Regions from separate parts of the Mus musculus genome. Here region 1 is linked to region 2. A link is a contact called in public HiChIP or PLAC-seq data. All regions are on one chromosome and are shown on one strand. Each heading gives the region's core, a stretch centred on a gene start, on an enhancer-like site or on the middle of the called end of the contact. The rest is flanking DNA. Distances are from core to core; before and after follow the strand shown.

Region 1 (4,007 bases), core at 1,176-3,675, 83 kb before region 2:
CCAAGCTTGTCACTGCCCATTACCTGACTGTGCAGCCTCATCTCTTGGCCCCATGCCTGGCTTGACTTTGCTCTGGGGCAAGTCCACCTTGCTCAGATGCCAGCCCTCGTCTCTGTCCACCGACCCAGGGACTTAGCTGCTGCCATTCTGCCTCCTCTCCAAGGGCTGCATGAAGACATTTCCACCTGCATGAAGACAACTATACATTTTTTTAAAAAATTGTTTTTTATTATCCATACAAAAATGCTCACTTCTATACGAGGACAGGAGGACAGAGGTCATGTGTATCAGGCGCTACATGCCAGCCCTTCCCCAGTCCTGCATCTGGCTTCCTGAGGGAACACTGTGCATAGTGAAGGCCCTGGTCTGGGGCACTGGCCACATCCCTATGAATTGTACCTCTGTCTGGCCTCTGTCAGGCCTGTGGTACTTGTAGAAACTATAGTCCTCTGTCATGACTTTGACATAGTATGAGACCCAACTTGAAGGCTGATGCTAATACTTCGGTGGGGTACTAGAGACTGAGAAAGGACTACTGGGAAAAAAAAAGAGATGATGCTCAGAGGTACGAGGTCTCGGAGGAGCAGTGCTGTGAGCTAGTGCACTGCACGGAGGGCACAGGTTAATAATGAGGACAGGGCTGGCAAGGATGTTGGGATACAGGGACACTTGTTCACTTTTGGGGAAACACAAGCTGGTGCAGCCACTGTGTAAATCAGTATGGACACTGTTCACAAAGATGGAAGTAGATCTGCCACATGATCCAGCTCTACCACTCCATGACAGATAAGCAAAGGACTCTCTATCCCCCTATAAAGATACCTGCTGACCAGTGCTCACTGCTATTCTATCACAATAACCAGGAGGTAGAAACTTCCTAGATGCCCATCAACTGCTGAATGGCTAAAGAAAACATGATACATTTACACAATGGAAATTTGTTTAGTTAAGTGGAATTACGACATTTACAGATAATAAATAGATCTGGTTCATCAGTCATTAACCCAGATTCAGAAAGATGAGCATCACATTTTCTCTTATTTATGGATGTTAAAGATTCAAAGTATAAATGAGAGAAAATATGTGATACATACATACCCATACATAAAAAGTTTTAATGGGCTTTTGGTCGGCGCCAGCTCCGGGTCACCTTGGGCACAAACTCGGTGGACGGTCCCATGGATCCTAGAGGACTCTCCACCGATCTTAGCATCACTGGTGAGTGGAACACAACATCTGTTCCAAACCAATTGTGACAGGCCAGTGCCAGCAGCAGGGATGCAGGAAACCAGCCTGATCAGGGGGCTCAAGTCCCTTCTGGTCGGCGCCAGCTCTGGGTCACCTTGGGCACAAACTCGGCGGATGGAACTTGGGGCTCTAGCTGCATATGTAGCAGAGGATGGCCTAGTCAGTATTCAATGAGAGGAGAGGCTCTTGGTCCTGTGAAGGTTCTATGCCCCAGTATAGGGGAATGCTAGGACCAGGAATGGGAGTGGGTGGGTTGGGGAGTAGGGGGAGGGGGAAGGAGATAGGGGATTTTCGGAGGGGAAATTAGGAAAGGGGATAACATTTGAAATGTAAATAAAGAAAATATCTAATAAAAAAAAGTTTTAATGGAGCTATCCTGTAATAGGGCAACAATCTACTAAATACCATGGGCTAACAAAAACACAGTGCAGGTTGGATTATCTCTTTGTGAGTTGTTGGCTGGTGAAGTCCCATAGATCCCTAAACATTACAGACTATTGCCAATGCTTTTGGTTACCCTTCCAAACTTGACAGTAAGGCCCAATTGCTGAAGATTGGACATGCATGCAGAAATCAAACAGTTCAAATCAGGAAGCTTCATTTCTACTGGCTAGCTTTCATAGTGCAGGAAGGCGGTGTACAAGCTACTGGGGAAGAAAAGGAATCAGGTATTACCCAGTTGTGAACACTGGGAGCTACAGTAGCAAGTGGCCTGACAGAACATAATTATGATAGGAAAGTAGATTTGCTTCTTTGTTCTAGGTCTTGACCTCAAAGCTCCTCATGCAGGACTTGCCATTCTTGTGAGTGCCGCAAGTATTAGTCCTACATCCTCAAGTCCACCTCCACTGCACACTGCCCCTCCTCACCTGCTTTATTTCTCTACAGTCTTTCCACTCTGTGACACGCCTGTCTCTCCACAGTGGACAGAGCTTCTCAGGGCAGGGAGCCTCGTAAGTGTGCCCTGCTGTGCAAGGTACAGGCTGGGTATAAAGACTATATGTATCCCATGGTTGTTCGTTCCATTGGTGGGTAGATAAAAATCAAATAAAAACACCAAACAAACCCAAGGTAGAGCATTAAGAAGGCAGGCAGGGAAAGTGAAACTCAATGGGAGGACAGAAAACAGAATCCTGGTGACATGTTTAGGAAGGGTGACACAGGCACAGTAAACAGCCGAGGTTGGGCAGGTGGAGATCAGGGATTTCCCACTGTTGTACCCACACAGTCTGTGCAAGCAGAACTGTTTACTTCCAGGGCTCGGCAGTGAGGACCCATTACAGTAATCAGGAGAAAATCATTTATAGCTCTTCCCAGTGTTAAGAGGCTGCATATACCATAACATGCTTAACTGTTTAAGTAATGCAGCAGCATTAATTGAAATAATTAGATTTTGTGCGTGTATAGCCCATGGGTGTACTGGATAACTTTAGAAGTTCTATAATGAATAGAAATTATTTTTTTTTGTTTGAGTTCAAAACATTTACAGCTCTTTTAAGGTAATTTATTTTTAAACTATTAAAGTCTTTGAACTATAATTCAATTCTGTTAGGCACTATTTTCATCTTTGTGATAAAAATTTGTATATCACTTTTGGAGGAGTGGCAGTTTCTTGCTTGTTTTATTCTAAGTAAGTTTTTTTTTTTTTCCAGTACTGGAGATTGAACACTGGGCCTTCTTTGTACATGCTAGCCAGGCCCTCTACCACTGAGCTCTCGCCAGCCTCTTGATCCTAATCTTTTTTTTTTTCTTTCTTTTTTTTAAGGCTGTTCACATTAAAATTTACATTAACTCTTTATTCAGAGCACAGAAGCAGTAGCAGTTTTTTCTAGGTTTTAATACCGTTGGGTTCTGAAAAACAAAGGGGCTGAGGAGAACAAGCTGTGCCTGTGCAGCCTCTCTTCCCGGACCTCGGGGACCTCGGCCAGCTTCTGTGTCATTGTCAGTATTTGATTCTTGCTACTTAGAAGTTGAGTTTCAGGGTTTTGTGAAGATACTGAAACTCAGGATTTATCTGTGGCTGCTTTGTCATAGTGCTTTCTGTCAGGCACTTGTGTTACCGCTGTACTGCAGGCAGTTAGGATATTGCTTATCTAATGTCATTTATAGATGGCGAACACAATAGCTTTCTTAATCAATGAGTAAAGAATACCTCTTTGAATAGGGATATAAGCACCATATGTCAAGTACTATAGTAGGCTATATGTATAAATTACTGTATTTGTTTGCCTACACATCACACACACACACACACACACACACACACACACCTCTAGGGAAATATTTTGGACTTCAACTCTGGGATTCTATGCAAAGTGTTTGGGCATAGTCAGACAGCCTAGACTTGATAGTGTATCTTCAGAAGGCATTTGTATAAATAGGGATGAAACAGTGACAGAAGTCAAAATTTATTTGGCTTCTTGGTCCCTTTGAGTCACTTTCATATAATAAAATGTAGTTCAAACAAATTATTTGCTGCAAGAGTGACTGAGGGAAGCATAAACTAAAAGGGCCATTTTGGGAAACAAAGCCGAAGACTGTGGATCATGTGTCATACATAGTCCTTGGAATTAGGAAGAGAAGTTGTATTATAAAACTCACACTCAAAAAATCGGAATGTGATTCCATATATTTCAGCTTTCTTTCAACCACATCTGTGTGAATGCTGGTGTTACCATATTTGATGGCAGAATAAAATATGAAGGATAAAGGGTGGTCTTAACATCTTGTCTACTTCAAGATCTATAGTGCTTGTGTCT
Region 2 (3,813 bases), core at 1,211-3,710:
AGCAGTACCTAAGCAGAGCAAATCCCAGGCCCAACATCTATGGTAGAAATAAAGGGCAATCTTTCCAATTAGTTACTGGAGCCTTAATTATAAACCAATAAGTTCAAACCTGTGGGTGCTTAACTAAGACCCTGCTGTTTTGCTGTAACTAAATTAGACTCCAGGCAAACCTTAAAAGGAATCTTGCTCTTAAGTATAAGCTCTCTGGTGAAAACTTAAACATTTCTTGCAGGACCAGGTCCCTGAGCCAGGAGATGTGTGCAAGCAGCACCCTGAGACTGTCTGTTACCCATATCACATGCACCTCCCACTTCTGCTCACAGTTTCCCCAAGATCACAAGGTTTGTAAACTATTTTTATACCTGCAGAAAGTCCAGCTAGGCTACCCCCTGTAAATAAAAGCATGGGTCTGTTCTCAGGAGGATGGAGTACCTTATTTCTTAGCATGCTGTATCAGGAATCAGGAAACACTGTGGTGTGGCTTTAACGATCTCTAACATCACGTTACGATAACTTCCATTCTTCTGCTGTAACAGAAAGTAAGAGTGCATGTAAACATCCAAGTCTACGAGGGCTCTGGGGATGGTAAAAGGAATGCCAGCCACAGAGCAGCGTGAGCTGCCCTGTCTAATTTACATAGTCCTAACCCAATCCAGCCCTGTCCTCAAAGAGCTTACCATGGTACTAGAAAGAACAATCTAGAAGCAAAACCAGAGTCTTAGAGCAAAGTCTTAGACCAAAGTGAGACACTAAGTAAATAAACAACCCTTGAAGACAACATTTAGCCCAAGTCTTAAAGAGAGAAATGTGTGTGCTAGATGGCAGGAGCAAGAGCAGAGATGCCCAGGAAAGCAGCATGCTGTTTGTGTTTTGGCAAGAAGGGAAACAATGAAGAAGATGGGTGTATGGCACATGCCGACTGCCTTCAACCTGGCCAACACACAGGCGGACAGAATATGGGGGACAGATACCGAGTCCCAATCTGCTTTCTACTTTTTTTGGGCAAGCGACTTAAGCATCTCTGGCTTAGTTTTGCATTTATAAAAAAAAAAAAACCACAAAAATGCTGACATTGCAGGATTATTATATTAAGAGAAAACCTCCTTAAGGGCTTCCAAGGGACTGTTCTGCATAAGATACTCATAAATGGTGACTGTTGCTCCAATTCCCTTAAAAATGAGGGGACAGACTGGGTATTAACCCTTCTAGTTTTGGGACCAGGCTGTCCATAATATTCTACAGTGGAGAGAAAAAGCACCTTTTAAAAAGCAACCTAAGGGAATAGTATCAAGGAGCTAACTTTCAGAAAGGTGCTCACAGAGCAGCTTAGGCATTCATGCATACATGGGGCCCTGGGTTCTAACCCCAGCACTGCAACACACACTTGAAAAGATTACAGGAAAGTAAGTCCCATAGGAACTAATGTGTGAGACACCTGATTTAAGACAAAGAACCAGCAGCTGTTCAGACCCTTCAGAAGCCTAGGGCAGTTTTCAATGTGCTCACGTTCCCCTTACTTCTCAGTGCTGGCATGGAGATCTATGAGAGAAGTTTGTATGCAGTATTCCTTACCGTGGCCTTGGCTGGAGGAAGGCATGTAAAATACTAAAGGGTCACTGTTATTATTTTCCAAATTCAAAATGCCTGTAATTTGGCAACGCCAAATATGCATCATAAAAAAGTTCACTTTTTCAACAAGATTCATACCATCAGTAACCATAGGTAGCTACTTAGTCTACAATTTCACCAGGTTTTTATTGTACCGTTGTAACTAACATCAAGGTAAGAGCGTTAAAAATTGCCTTACCATAGTCCCATAGTATTAGCAAACTGACAATTGAAAGGATAACGAAACGTGTCAGATGTAGTCCAACTGTATGAGAAAACATAGAGAAGAGGTGACCCGTTAGTTTAGCAACAGGTGAGAAATACACAACCTCTGCCTGGCACTGACAGCCACAACAGCAAACTGCCTGTTTGTAATTAGCTTGCGCACGGTTAGGAGGCTGTGCTAGGTAGGAAAACACAGGACTAGGCGACAAGACATTTAATCACCAATTGTTTTCAGTGATCAGAAGGCAATTAATAAACGCGTCAATAGAAATGCACTGGAGAGATGGCATATAAATTTAAAATACGCCCCCAGAGACAAGAGAAGTCGTTGGAAATCTGGTCCGTGAGGTCCCTCGTTATATCACAGCCTTGTGCAGCGCAGGCAGGATCCGCGGACCGACCACAGCGACCCGGACCTCCCGCCCCAACACTACCCCGCGTTCGGCTCTCGCTCCCTTCTCTGCACCAGAGCTTTATACTTCAGACAGCGCTGCGGGACAAACTCACAACGGCCTTTCCTGTCCCTCAGCTGCACCTTTTCTGAACGGCTCCTCGTTGCCACGGCAACCAGCGGCCTCTGCGCTTCTAGGTGCGCACGCCCGCCGGCCGGCTCCGCCTGGCTCTCAGTGCGCATGCTCGCAGGTCCCCCCTCCTCCCCCCCCCCCCCCCCCCGCAGTCTGGCCAGACATCCCCCAACCCCCTTCATCTCACCTGCTGCGAGCGGCTGGCTCCGCCCGCGCTTACATCATGGCTCCGCCCCTCGCGTATCGTCAGCGTCCGGCGCTGGTGCGGTTACGTCGTCGTGAGGCGCGCGTCCTAGGCGCGTGGAGTGGCGTGCACGGGCTCTCCCGTCTCTTCCTCGGACGTGTGGTTTTTGAATGGCGTCCTTTCCGCTGCCCTCCAGCCAGGCTGCGTGATGCGTCCCGAGGATGCGCTGACCCGTGCGGCTCTTTGGAGTGCGCTTTCTGCTGTCCCCTCAGTCGAAAGACTTGATAACGGCCCCTCGACTGTTTTGCGAGCTGTGTGGCGTCGCCATCCGCCCTCCTACTGTTGTCACGATTGTGTCTTGGCTCCCGGTATCGTGTGGCCTGTTGTGTGTTGCGGGATGCAGGCCTTTTCACGTTCGCCCCTTCTAGTGGCTCCTTCCAAGATCTAGGGTCTCAAGGCTTCTCTGAAGGTGAGGGTGGAGAGAGGTGTCCTTGCGGCTCCTGGCCTTCTGCACTCTGAGACATTGCCTCCTACCCCTCTTAAGTCTGCATCCCCGCGCTGTCCTTTGAACCAGGCTTGATTCCCTGGGGTCCTTTAAAAGTCTTTCACTTCTTGGTGCCAAGCAGAAATATTGTATTGATTTTTCTCCTGCCTGGAATGCCTTTTTGTACTTTAATTGTACATAATTCACCTGGAAGTGCAAAGAAAACACAAGAAGGCGAGATCCTCCATAAAGTAAAGTCTACAGAAGTTACCGAGCTGGAAGATTGGTATTCTGTCACTAAGAAGTCCCAAAAGTCATTATAAATCTGGTACACATGATAAGTCTCTGGAACAATATAATTTTAAACTCCACTTAAAAGTTACAGATTTTTTTCTTGGCAATGAACTTTCTGGATTGGCTCTTACTACTTGAAGCTTGTAGAAGCAGATTAATAGCAGGCCAACTGTTTTAAAAGTCAAATTCACAATGAGTTAGTTATGAATTTTCACATGCTAGTTCAGGTGCTTTCAAGAAGTAGTATAATCTTAGCTTTTGTTTCAGTGAGTGATGCTTTTAGGAGAGCAGTAGGCCCACCTTTGTGCTCTCCTAAGACTGGTTTTTATTGAAGCCTAAGAGGGTAAAGCTTTTGGATGCCATTAGCTAGACCTGAGTTTAAACCTACATTTAACTCTTTGGATGTCTGAATTTTAACAAGTTGCTTTATTGTCCTGAGTTATGGGCTTCTTATTTTCAAAGGGGCCTTGTTGCATCCTGTCATTGGACATCTA

Evidence for each region. HiChIP or PLAC-seq counts read pairs in DNA pulled down with a chosen protein or histone mark.
Region 1: a contact with region 2 is called in an H3K27ac HiChIP or PLAC-seq map of stem cell-derived neural progenitor cells, with 2.0 times the contacts expected there. The contact joins the enhancer-like site here to the promoter of Rnf32 in region 2. A contact is called at or near these places in 2 of 39 promoter capture datasets (both in liver), 3 of 484 Hi-C or Micro-C datasets (Sertoli cells, liver and peritoneal macrophages), 2 of 115 datasets of contacts at active chromatin or transcription factors (embryonic stem cells and stem cell-derived neural progenitor cells) and 3 of 9 other capture datasets (adipose tissue, liver and pancreatic islet).

What each region holds. Positions count from the first base shown.
Region 1 is chr5:29,277,334-29,281,340 of GRCm38.p6, reverse strand. All of the region lies in intron 9 of Lmbr1 (limb region 1), which reads left to right. Among named protein-coding and RNA genes, the nearest start is that of Gm42244, 5.2 kb to the right of the region's middle. Within about 2 kb of position 2,425, at least 8 of the 459 cell types and tissues checked have an H3K27ac peak or open chromatin away from gene starts, as enhancers often do. A contact at or near this core is called in stem cell-derived neural progenitor cells, where this site is marked.
Region 2 is chr5:29,194,640-29,198,452 of GRCm38.p6, reverse strand. Rnf32 (ring finger protein 32) reads right to left here and starts at 2,460. Exons shown (of 10, transcript NM_001289757.1): 1 at 2,341-2,460; 2 at 1,808-1,873; 3 at 433-527. The coding sequence starts at 447.